Linked DNA regions of Sus scrofa: region 1 is linked to region 2. A link is a contact called in public HiChIP or PLAC-seq data. All regions are on one chromosome and are shown on one strand. The core of a region is the stretch at or near the end of the contact, and the rest is flanking DNA. Distances in the headings are between cores, read along the strand shown.

What was found. HiChIP or PLAC-seq counts read pairs in DNA pulled down with a chosen protein or histone mark.
Region 1: a contact with region 2 is called in an H3K27ac HiChIP or PLAC-seq map of skeletal muscle, with 3 times the contacts expected there. The contact joins two enhancer-like sites. A contact is called at or near these places in 1 of 5 promoter capture datasets (fetal skeletal muscle), 1 of 47 Hi-C or Micro-C datasets (heart right ventricle) and 2 of 2 datasets of contacts at active chromatin or transcription factors (alveolar macrophages and skeletal muscle).

Annotation. Positions count from the first base shown.
Region 1 is chr6:98,522,219-98,527,165 of Sscrofa11.1, forward strand. PPP4R1 (serine/threonine-protein phosphatase 4 regulatory subunit 1) reads left to right here. Exons shown (of 20, transcript XM_021096060.1): 12 at 4,040-4,209. Among named protein-coding and RNA genes, the nearest start is that of PPP4R1, 62 kb to the left of the region's middle. Within about 2 kb of position 2,408, at least 5 of the 83 cell types and tissues checked have an H3K27ac peak or open chromatin away from gene starts, as enhancers often do. A contact at or near this core is called in skeletal muscle, where this site is marked.
Region 2 is chr6:98,258,204-98,262,867 of Sscrofa11.1, forward strand. No RefSeq gene overlaps it. Among named protein-coding and RNA genes, the nearest start is that of VAPA, 6.3 kb to the left of the region's middle. Within about 2 kb of position 3,083, at least 1 of the 83 cell types and tissues checked has an H3K27ac peak or open chromatin away from gene starts, as enhancers often do. A contact at or near this core is called in skeletal muscle, where this site is marked.

The DNA.
Region 1 (4,947 bases), core at 1,158-3,657, 260 kb after region 2:
CCCTAGCCTAGGAATTTCCCTACGCTGCAGATGCAGCCATGTAAAGAAAAAGAAGGAAAGACAAATTCATATACTTGATTGTTGAAAATTATTTTGGTTTTAACTGGCAGAGAGGTCAGTTGCATTCCCTGGTGTCCTGTACCCCAGCCCCCGCCCCCAGAGCCCACTGGTCTATTTTCTTTCCCCGTGGTGCCACCTTTTCCAGGCGGCGAGTGAATGAGGCACCGTGAGCCTCTGAGTCTGTGTTGGCGATTTATCCTCCTTGTTCCACGAACCTCCTCCTTAGTATTTGCAGCAGAAGATCCCACTTTTTGTCCCTCGCAGTGGATTATTTTCTCTAAAAAACCTCCTGTCTTTACTTTCCTTGATCGTTCCTCAGTTGATTTTTTACCCCTTGAACCCAGAATTCTGCGCTTTCTGACAGTGGCTGGGTGGCAAGCACTGAAGTTTGCTGTCTGGCAGTTCAGCGTCTTGCCCACAATCTGGCCTTGTCTTCCCTGCCCCCCAGGACAGGATCGAGACATAACCTTCCCCAGGCGGGGTGTCGGCTCCTGAGCACTGTCTTTACAGCTGCCTGCTTTTTATTTAAATTTTATGGTCATTATCACTTGAAATTTTATTCAGTTGATCAGACCTTGGTAGCTCATGTTTCTGTTTTTCACACACTCCTTATTTTTCTGGAAAATAAGTTCCTCGCTGGCTTTTAAAAGCCTATTCAGGGATTCTTGCTGTACTTAGCTGCTAGTTAGTTCTCTGACACATAGTGAACACTTAATAAATATTTATGGAAATAAATATTGAATAATCTATATTCTTTTTTAACAAATAAGCTAAAAATATTATGCATAGTTTGTTTTTTTTTTTTGGCTTTTTTGGTTGCACGCACAGCCTATGGAAGTTCCCAGGCAAGGGATCAAGTCTGAGCCACAGCTTCAACCTACGTCACAACTGCAGCAGTGCTGGATCCTTAACCCACTGTGCTGGGCTGAGAACTGTCATAGTTTGCTTTTTTTTAAAGACCTGCATGGGCATAAGAGTTTCAGGACATGACTTGGATTTCAGAAGATGGCTGATATTGTCTGCCTTAAAATTGTTCTAGAAGTTTACAGCCTGCATTTGAGAGATTTTGGTAATGCTGTCTTATGATTTCATCAATCCTCTTTCTAATTTGGCTCTTAAACCTGCTACGATTTAAATTTGTCAGGTTGTTCTTTCTGTCCATAATGCTCATGCTTTCACATCGTATCCACTGATTGATTGATTCGCCCAGCATTACTTATCAAGTACCTGTTATGTGCCAGATACTCTTCTAGGCACTGAGGATATACCAACAACAAACCAGACAAAAACCCAGCCTGGAAGAGCCAGGAGGCTGAGACACTTAGTACGTGAACTGCCTGTGGCAGGTGTCCTGCTGCCAAACAGACGGCCCCAGAAGCTTGAGCCTTTGGCTTTACTAAAGTCTGAGGGCATAGTTAACAATCATTCTGTCACTTGTGGTGACTGTGCCTGACTTTTCAAACTTTAGAAGGTGTGCTGAGGAAGTTTCCGTTGTGGCTCAGCAGTAACAAGCCCGACTAGAGTCCATGAGGTTGCGGGTTCGATCCCTGGCCTTGCTCAGTCAGTTAAGGACCCAGCGTTGCTGAGAACTCTGGTGTAGTTTTGCAGATGAGGCTTAGATCCCACGTTGCTGTGGCTGTGGCGTAGGCCAGCAGCTGTAGCTTCGATTCAATCCCTAGCCTAGGAACCTCCTTATGCCATGAGTGCGGCTCTAAAAAAAAAAAAAAAAAAAAAAAAAAAAAAGTGTGATGAGTTTTTAAAGGGGCCTTGAATGTGGATACCCTTTCTTTTCTAACTCTGCTCTTGTAGGCAGTCATTTCCTTCAAACTGTCAGAGAAAATCAACCTTTTTGAAAGGCAGTACTTTAACCCCAAATTGAAAACTAAGTTCTGACCAGGGACTAAACTAGTTATGTTGCATGATGTTTTCCTGACAGCTGGACAGTAAGATCTTGGGGGGAAAGCAGGGAGGTGCTGCCCAGAGGCCTTGAAGGGGGAGCTGCCCAGCCCCACCCCAACCCCAACCCCACCCCTGGTGTTGTTGGGCCCAATGCAGGAATTAGTTCTTCTGGCAGTTGCAGCCAGAAGAGTCATTCTATTTGTTGACTGAAAGCAATAAATGATTGGGGATTGCTGTTGCTTGTGGCAGAGTTAGAAGTTGTGAAGGTTTGGACCAGCTGCTCCAGCCTCTAAGGGAGAGAGGGAAAATCTGGGTTTCCAGGCGGCACTGCACGCGAGTCTGGGTTACTGGGGCAGGTGTCTGCACAGATCCCTGCTGGAATGGGCTCTGCTCCCGGGTCTTGGTCTGCGTGGCACATGAGGTCAGGCATGCTAAGGACCTGGCTCAGTCTCTCCCATTGGTCTGGCAGTGCATCTGCTGCCCTCTTGGCTCCAGTGGAGAACTGGGCATCAGGCTGTTCTGGAGCCGGTTTTATAAACTTTGTGCCAAGTTTTTGGTGGTTTTTTTTTTTTTTTTGAGAGCTGTGCCCATGGCATATGGAAGTTTCCAGGCTAGGGGTCAAATCAGAGTTACAGCCGCCAGTCTGTGCCACAGCAACACCTTATTTTTAACCCATGGAGCAAGGCCAGGGATCAAACCTGCGTCTTTATGGATACTAGACCGGTTCATTACTGCCGAGCCACAACAGGAATTCCCTGTACCAGTTTTTTGAAGAAGCTAACGTCACATGTGATGTACTTCAACTTCTGTGAACATACAAACCTAAAGATAAGGGTGAGCATCGACAGGCTGGAGTCCAGGGTCCCCTCTGATAAGTGACCCACATGGGGCATGTTCTGTGAGAGTCTCTGGTTTGTCAGGTGCTTCCCAGGAGCAGGTCAAATGAGGACCCCCACCACACACATACACACTCACACACACCTGTTGGGTGTACGTAGACAGAGCACCTGCGTGTGATGGACAGTGGGTCTCCTTTCGTGCGGTTGAGATCTCACTGTGGAAACAAAGGATTCCCAAGGGGTGTGGGGGCAAAGCGATGGAGGGGTTGGTAGAGATTGCAGCTGAAATTCGCCAAAGAACGAGGGCGCCTTCCGTGAGTAAATGTGGGTGATTAGACACCTTCACTTTGGCCTCTGCAGTAGGTCACCGTCCTGTATGTTCGCGTGTCTCTTTTGCCAGGGACCTCACGTACCATTGGCTAGAATGGTGCCAGGGCTGCGGCACGTCATAGGCCATCTAAATCAAGTGGTTACTCTGGTTGCTGTTAATGGTGTGGGACACTTTCTCATCTTTGTACTGAATACGTTGGAAGTTAAAATGTATAAATTTCTGAGCATCCAGGTGGATTGTTCCTTGACGTGATGCCAAACGCTATGTTTTTGGCTGAATTCCTCTTTTATTTGGGTGGGGAAGGAGGTTTATCTTAGCTTTGAATCACTTTTATAAAGAAAGTGCAACTCAACATCGACAAGACCATTTGCCAGACGTCAGGCTGCTGCTTGGTAACTTGTCGTTTTGGTGTCCTGCAAGCAGGGCGTTGCTTCATTGGGATCCCTGTGTTTGGGACCAGTCGCTAGTTTCATTTTCCAAAAGAATTAGAGAAAAACAGAGCGGACTGAGACGTGTGATGTTTGACTGTAACTGCCACAGAAACCCTTGTAACTGCCATTGTTTTCTGTTGGCAGGGCTTGCGGGGCTGCTCTCCTGCTAACTAGCTTAGTAAGTAAGCCTGTCGGTCTCGTCATGCATCACTGCAGCTAGTGCACTGACCCTGAGATTGACTCCAACACTAGCTAGCCCCTCTCTCCATACTAACGCCGAATAATGTGCAGTAGTGGATGAGCGTGGTTAATCTCACGGAAGCGTCTTAGTTTTTTCCTTTTTCTCTCGGAGAACTAATGATTTACCGCAGTAGAGGTTTTGTCCAGCTTCTGGGTGGCAGTGTCCCTAAGGGGCCTGCTCATCCTCCATTGCGGGAGCCTGCCGGGCAGGCCGTGCTCACTGTCTGTTCTGCCCACAGCGCAGGTGGACGTGCTGGCCGCTGCCCTGCGCGCCTCCAGCCTGGATGCCCGCGACGAGGCCTCTGAAGCCACCAGGAGGGCCACTCAGGACGAGCCGGCTACTGGCGAGCCCCCTGGCTGTGGACTGGGCCACGATGCCACCGGGCCACTCATCAGCGATGCTGTTGAGGTAACTTGCGTTCACAGCGAGCTGGGTGGGCCCGGAGGCTTTCATGGGTCACAGGGGCGTGGCACGCCCTCGGCAGCGTGTTCTCACCTCCCCCTTAGCGTCACGTCGTCATCGTCACCACATCCCGTCCCTGTGACTTGAGTGTCACGTTGGGTGCTTGGAACAGGGATCCCTTGCAGGCCTCCAGCAGCCTCATCCTTAACCTAGCTCACTGCAGTGAGATGGTCTTACTGGAAGCAAAGCCCTTTATCAGGAATAATTAACTCTTCCCTTTTCTTTCTGGAGAGGTGCTTTGTTTCTGGGCGGACCCTTTCACTGCCTCGAGCAGCGCAGTATCTGAGCGGAAGATCGGGACTTGAGGCCAAGTTGCGGGATTATCTGGACTCTGGAGTGTGAGGGTGGGTACTGTTTCCAGCATCACCTGCCCATGTGCCTGGAGCTGCTCTGTGCCCTCCTGCCCTCATTTCCTGCCACATCCACGCCAGCATCACCTGGCGTCAGTGTTTCCCCTCCCATGTTTATGTAAACAGGGAGGAGGAACAGGCTGCTGGGAGCCAGGGTCAAGTGGTCGCAGATCAGAGCAGCCCAAAGGCTGAGCTCAGAGAGGAGTCATCGCGCCCCCAGGGGCACCATGTCAGAGGCTCTGGCAGAGTTTGATTTGCTTTCTGCGAAGTGAGGCCCGCTAGAGTTAGAAGGGTTGTTTAATAGCAGTGCTTCAGGGCGAAACCCTGACCAGTT
Region 2 (4,664 bases), core at 1,833-4,332:
ATATTGTGGATATCTGATCCATATCAGATATTGGCAAAGATCTAACTCAGTCTTTTAATAGCTGAATCCATAGAATAGATTACTCTACTATGGTACCATTTGTTCCCTTATCGATGAACATGTTAATTGATCTAAGCTTTTATCACAACAAATAGCACTGCAATAAACAACTTTATACACATATCCTTACCACAGGATGCTCTTACTTCCACACGGAGGTTCCCAGTGGTGAAACCACTGTGTCAAGGATATTTGCTATTTCAATATTTTTGCACACATTTTATCCAAAGAGTTGTAGCAGCTCACACTTCCATCGGGAACTTATGAGACTATCGGTCTCCCCCAGCCTCACCATGTGCTCTCCAAACCAGCCACTGAAGAGGGGGCATATATAAGTATCCTTGGGGGAGGTCCCGTCGTGGCGCAGAGGAAACAAATCGCACTAGGAACCATGAGGTCGAGGGTTGGATCCTTGGCCTTGCTCAGTGGGTTAAGGATCCAGCGTTGCCGTGAGCTGTGGTGTAGGTCGAAGACACAGCTTGGATCCTGTGTTGCTGTGGCTGTGGTGCAGGCTGGCAGCTACAGCTCTGATTAGACCCCTAGCCTGGGAACCTCCATCTACCACGAGTGCAACCCTAAAAATACAAAAGACTAAATAAATAAATAAATATCCTTGGATTGTTTGGGTCAATAGTTTTGGCCTGCAAATTGGATACTTTCCTTGAATCCATCGTTATTCATTGAGTCCATCTTCTCTTGCTCATTCCCTTTTCTTTCTCTAGATTACAAAGATTAGAGCACCAGTAAGCACCAGACCCTCTGCAGTTAACATTGCTTTTTCTCCTATAAATACAGTTATTTTTGAAGGAAACCAAGCAAGAAGAAACTGAAAGATGCTTGTGAATGATAAATCCACATTTGGCCTTATCTGACTCCTCATCCTCTCTGAACCCACAGGCTTCTATGCATAACCTAACAAAAACCAGCATATCTTTGGGGTGGAGAGCACAGATTGGGACATAAGCAGACTGGAATCCAGGCCCCACCAATTCTTGCCCTCTGTGCGATTAACCTTTGTGACCTTATCTTAAAATGGCAACAATCCAACTTGGGTGTAATACTGCTTATGAGTACAAAGTGCTTAGTGTGGTGCTCAGCAAAGCTTTTAATAAATGATTACTATATGGTCTAGGGTTTTCTGAAAATAATGAGTGTTGAGTTTTTTGGTATTCATTTATTCTGGTGGTTTGGTTGATGGCTTGTTTTGGACCAAGTGCTCTATGGCACAGGCTAAGGCAGGCGCAAAGAAAACCAATATCTAATGTGAGGACGGGAGAAGTTGATGGTCTAAATGGACATAAGCAACTATAATCCCATGTGTGATGAGTATTAAGAGAAGGAACTGAAAAAGATTAACTCTGGGAGAGTTAGCAAGGACTCCAAAGATATCTGACCATTTCAAGACCATGACATTTTTTTACGGCCAGGTAAACACACACACACACACACACACACACACACACACACACACACCCCCTCTCCAAGATTTTTTTTACTAGAATGTTAAATTTATTTTCCTAGAGGGTTTGGGGGGGTTGTTTTTTATTAAGAACAAAAAAGTTGGAAACATGGATAAGCACAATATGGTATATACAAACAATAGAATATTATTCAGCCTTAAAAGGGAACTTCTAACACATGCTGCAATACAAATGAATCTTGAAGAAGATTCTAAATGAAAGAGGCCAGACACAAAAGGACAAATATTGTATGATTCCATTTATTTGAGGGACCTCAAGTAGTCAAATTCATAGAGATAGAAAGTAAAATGGTAGGTGCCGGGGGCCGAGGGAGGGGGAATGGGGAAGGAGCATTCTACAGCGACAGTTACAGTTTGACAAGAAGGTGTAAAAGTTCTGTAGGTGGATGATGGTGATGTTTACACAAGAATGTGACTGTACTTAATGCTGCTGAACTGGACGCTTAAAAATGTTTAAGATGGCAGCGTTCCCGTGGCTCAGTGGAAATGAATCTGACTAGCATCCATGAGGACGCAGGTTCGATCCCTGGCCTTGCTCAGTGGGTTAAGCATACAGCGTTGCCATGAGCTGTGGTGTAGGTCGCAGATGTGGCTCAGATCCCGTGTTGCTGTGGCTGTGGTGTAGGCCAGCATCTGTAGCTCCAGTTTGACCCCTAGCCTGGGAACCTCCATGTGCCACGGGTCTAGCCCTACAAAGACACCCACACGCAAAAAAAAAATGGTTAAGATGGTAAATTACCACAAGAAGATAAGAGAATAAAAGCATTCGTTTTGTTGAGCAGAAATAATGAATCATTTCATTCTATAGCAGTGCCCTGGCTGTCTCTTTCCATCTCACTGTCTCTTTTTACCTCACTTATTCTGGCCATTTGAAGCAATTTTGGGCTTGCTCCAATCTGGGTTCAATCTCTGGGCTTTCCCGTCTATAGAGATAGTATAACTATCTACCTTCCAGGATGGCTGTTGGAAATTAGGTGACACTTGTGAGTGTGTGAGCACAATACCTGGTACATATGAGTGCTCTGTAAACATCACCGTTGCTGTGATTTACGTCACGATTCTCTCCTTAGGCAGGCACGAATGTCCATCTGGGGCTCCTGTTTTAGGCTATATACCTCGGGAGGGATAATGAGGACCATACATTTATTTGGAGAAAATAAAAGAATAAATCCAAAAAATTGCATTGTCAGCCCTGGAGACACCATAGCACTATCTGACAAACAGTTACTTCAAAGGAATTATCTCTAGTTCTCCTGTTGAACACGGGCTGTAGTTTAAGTCTGGAATATAGCTCATCAGCATATTAAGTCCCTAGTCACTACATTAAAAATAAGAATATATGGAGTTCCTTGGTGGCCTAGTGGTTAAGAATCCGGCCTTGTCACTGCTGCGGCTCAGGTTTAATCCCTGGCCTGGGAACTTCCACATGCCATGGGTGCAGCCAAAAAAAGAAAATTAGGAATATGAATGCCTTAGGGATCACTTTCTACTGCATCGATGAGTACCTAGAGTCCTCAGAGAGTGGTTAAAGCTTGTGGCCTGAATGAAGGCTGGGTGACCCCAGGATCCGGGACAAACCCAGTCTTGTGGGGCCTAAGCAGTTGCTGTGGATGTGGTGCATTCATTCACCAGAGCACCTGTGAGGTGAGTGGGAACCATGGGGTCAGTCTGGAGGTGTGGCTGGACCACTGACCCCTGCAGAATTTATACCATGAAACGTGGACATCAAGTTGATAGCACAATGTGATGCAGGAAGCAAGCAACATTGTAAATGTCCTTAGCACTTGACTTAGTACGATGGCTTTAGCCGTTGTCTACTTGTGTGTTTAACAGCAGTTGAAGCCAAGTATGTACATGTAATTTTATTTCAGGGCAATTCCTCGGCTATATTATGGAGACTCAGTAAGCTGCTTCCTCAGGATGAGGGCTTTCTTTGGAAATTAAAAGGCTCTGAGAAATTTAACTTATCCTAGCCTCAGTGATCCACAAGATTTTACTTCCTTAGAGATGTGATTTAAAAAATACCAAAAGCTTGAGAACACACACACAGCCCATCTTTTTCACGTGGCATTTCTCTCCTCCCAGCGCCCTTTAAGTGTCTGACCCCCAGTGCTGGAGGCTGCTGGCAAGGAGGAGTGACACAACATCCAGAACTGCCGCATCGATTCCCTCCTCGGCCGGTGTCACCTTCCAGGGTTGCTTCAGGACACTCACACTGTACCCGATGGCCAGGGACCAGCGTCATCATGCAGGCTGGCCCGCCAGGCGGCTTCTCGCCCTCTGTCCTCGGCTGGGGAGGGTGATTTGACTCAGCTCAGACAAATAAACCAGGCACAGGGCAACCAGGATATAATTATTCCTATTTTTAATCTGGCTGAAGATCAATAGGATCACGAATTTTGAAGAATTGTAAAGCTAAAGAATGGAAACAAAATCATCCCTAGGAAAGGAACACGGCTTTTCACTGAGGCAGCTCCCCTCAGCTAACTGCTGCCCTGCTCCTGTGAGGACCCTTTCATACAGCCAGGGTGAACCCCAGAAATGCCCACTTCTCAAACACCACCTGGCCATCCCCTCCTGTTTTTCTATGGCTTTGTCTTCCTTCTAGTGAATTTGTTCATCCATAGTGACAGGTCATCTTTCGCATGTGAAACTGACCAGCCTCTTGCCTGAGAACACGGGTGTAGGAGCGGAAGAAAGAAATACAGCTAAGGTATACAGTTGTCTTTTTCATGCAATGGTTTATAGATTATGAAAAGAATAGCCAAAATGCCCATGCTATCTGATCCTACGATGAATGAGAATAATTAAAATATATGTGGGAACTAATGAACCTATCTACAAAAAACAGAGACAGAATCACAGATACAGAGAACAGACTTGTGGTTGCCGAGGGGAAGAGGGGGTGGGGGAGGGAAGGACTGGGAGTTTGGGATTAGTAGATGCAAACTATTACATATAAGATGGATAAACAACAAGGTCTTGCCATACAGCACAGGGAGCTCTACTCAATTTCCTGTGATAAACCATGGTGGAAAAGCATGTGAGAAAGAATATAAATAAATATACATACGTGTGTGTGTATAACTGAATCACTTTGCTGTACAGCAGAAATTAACACAAC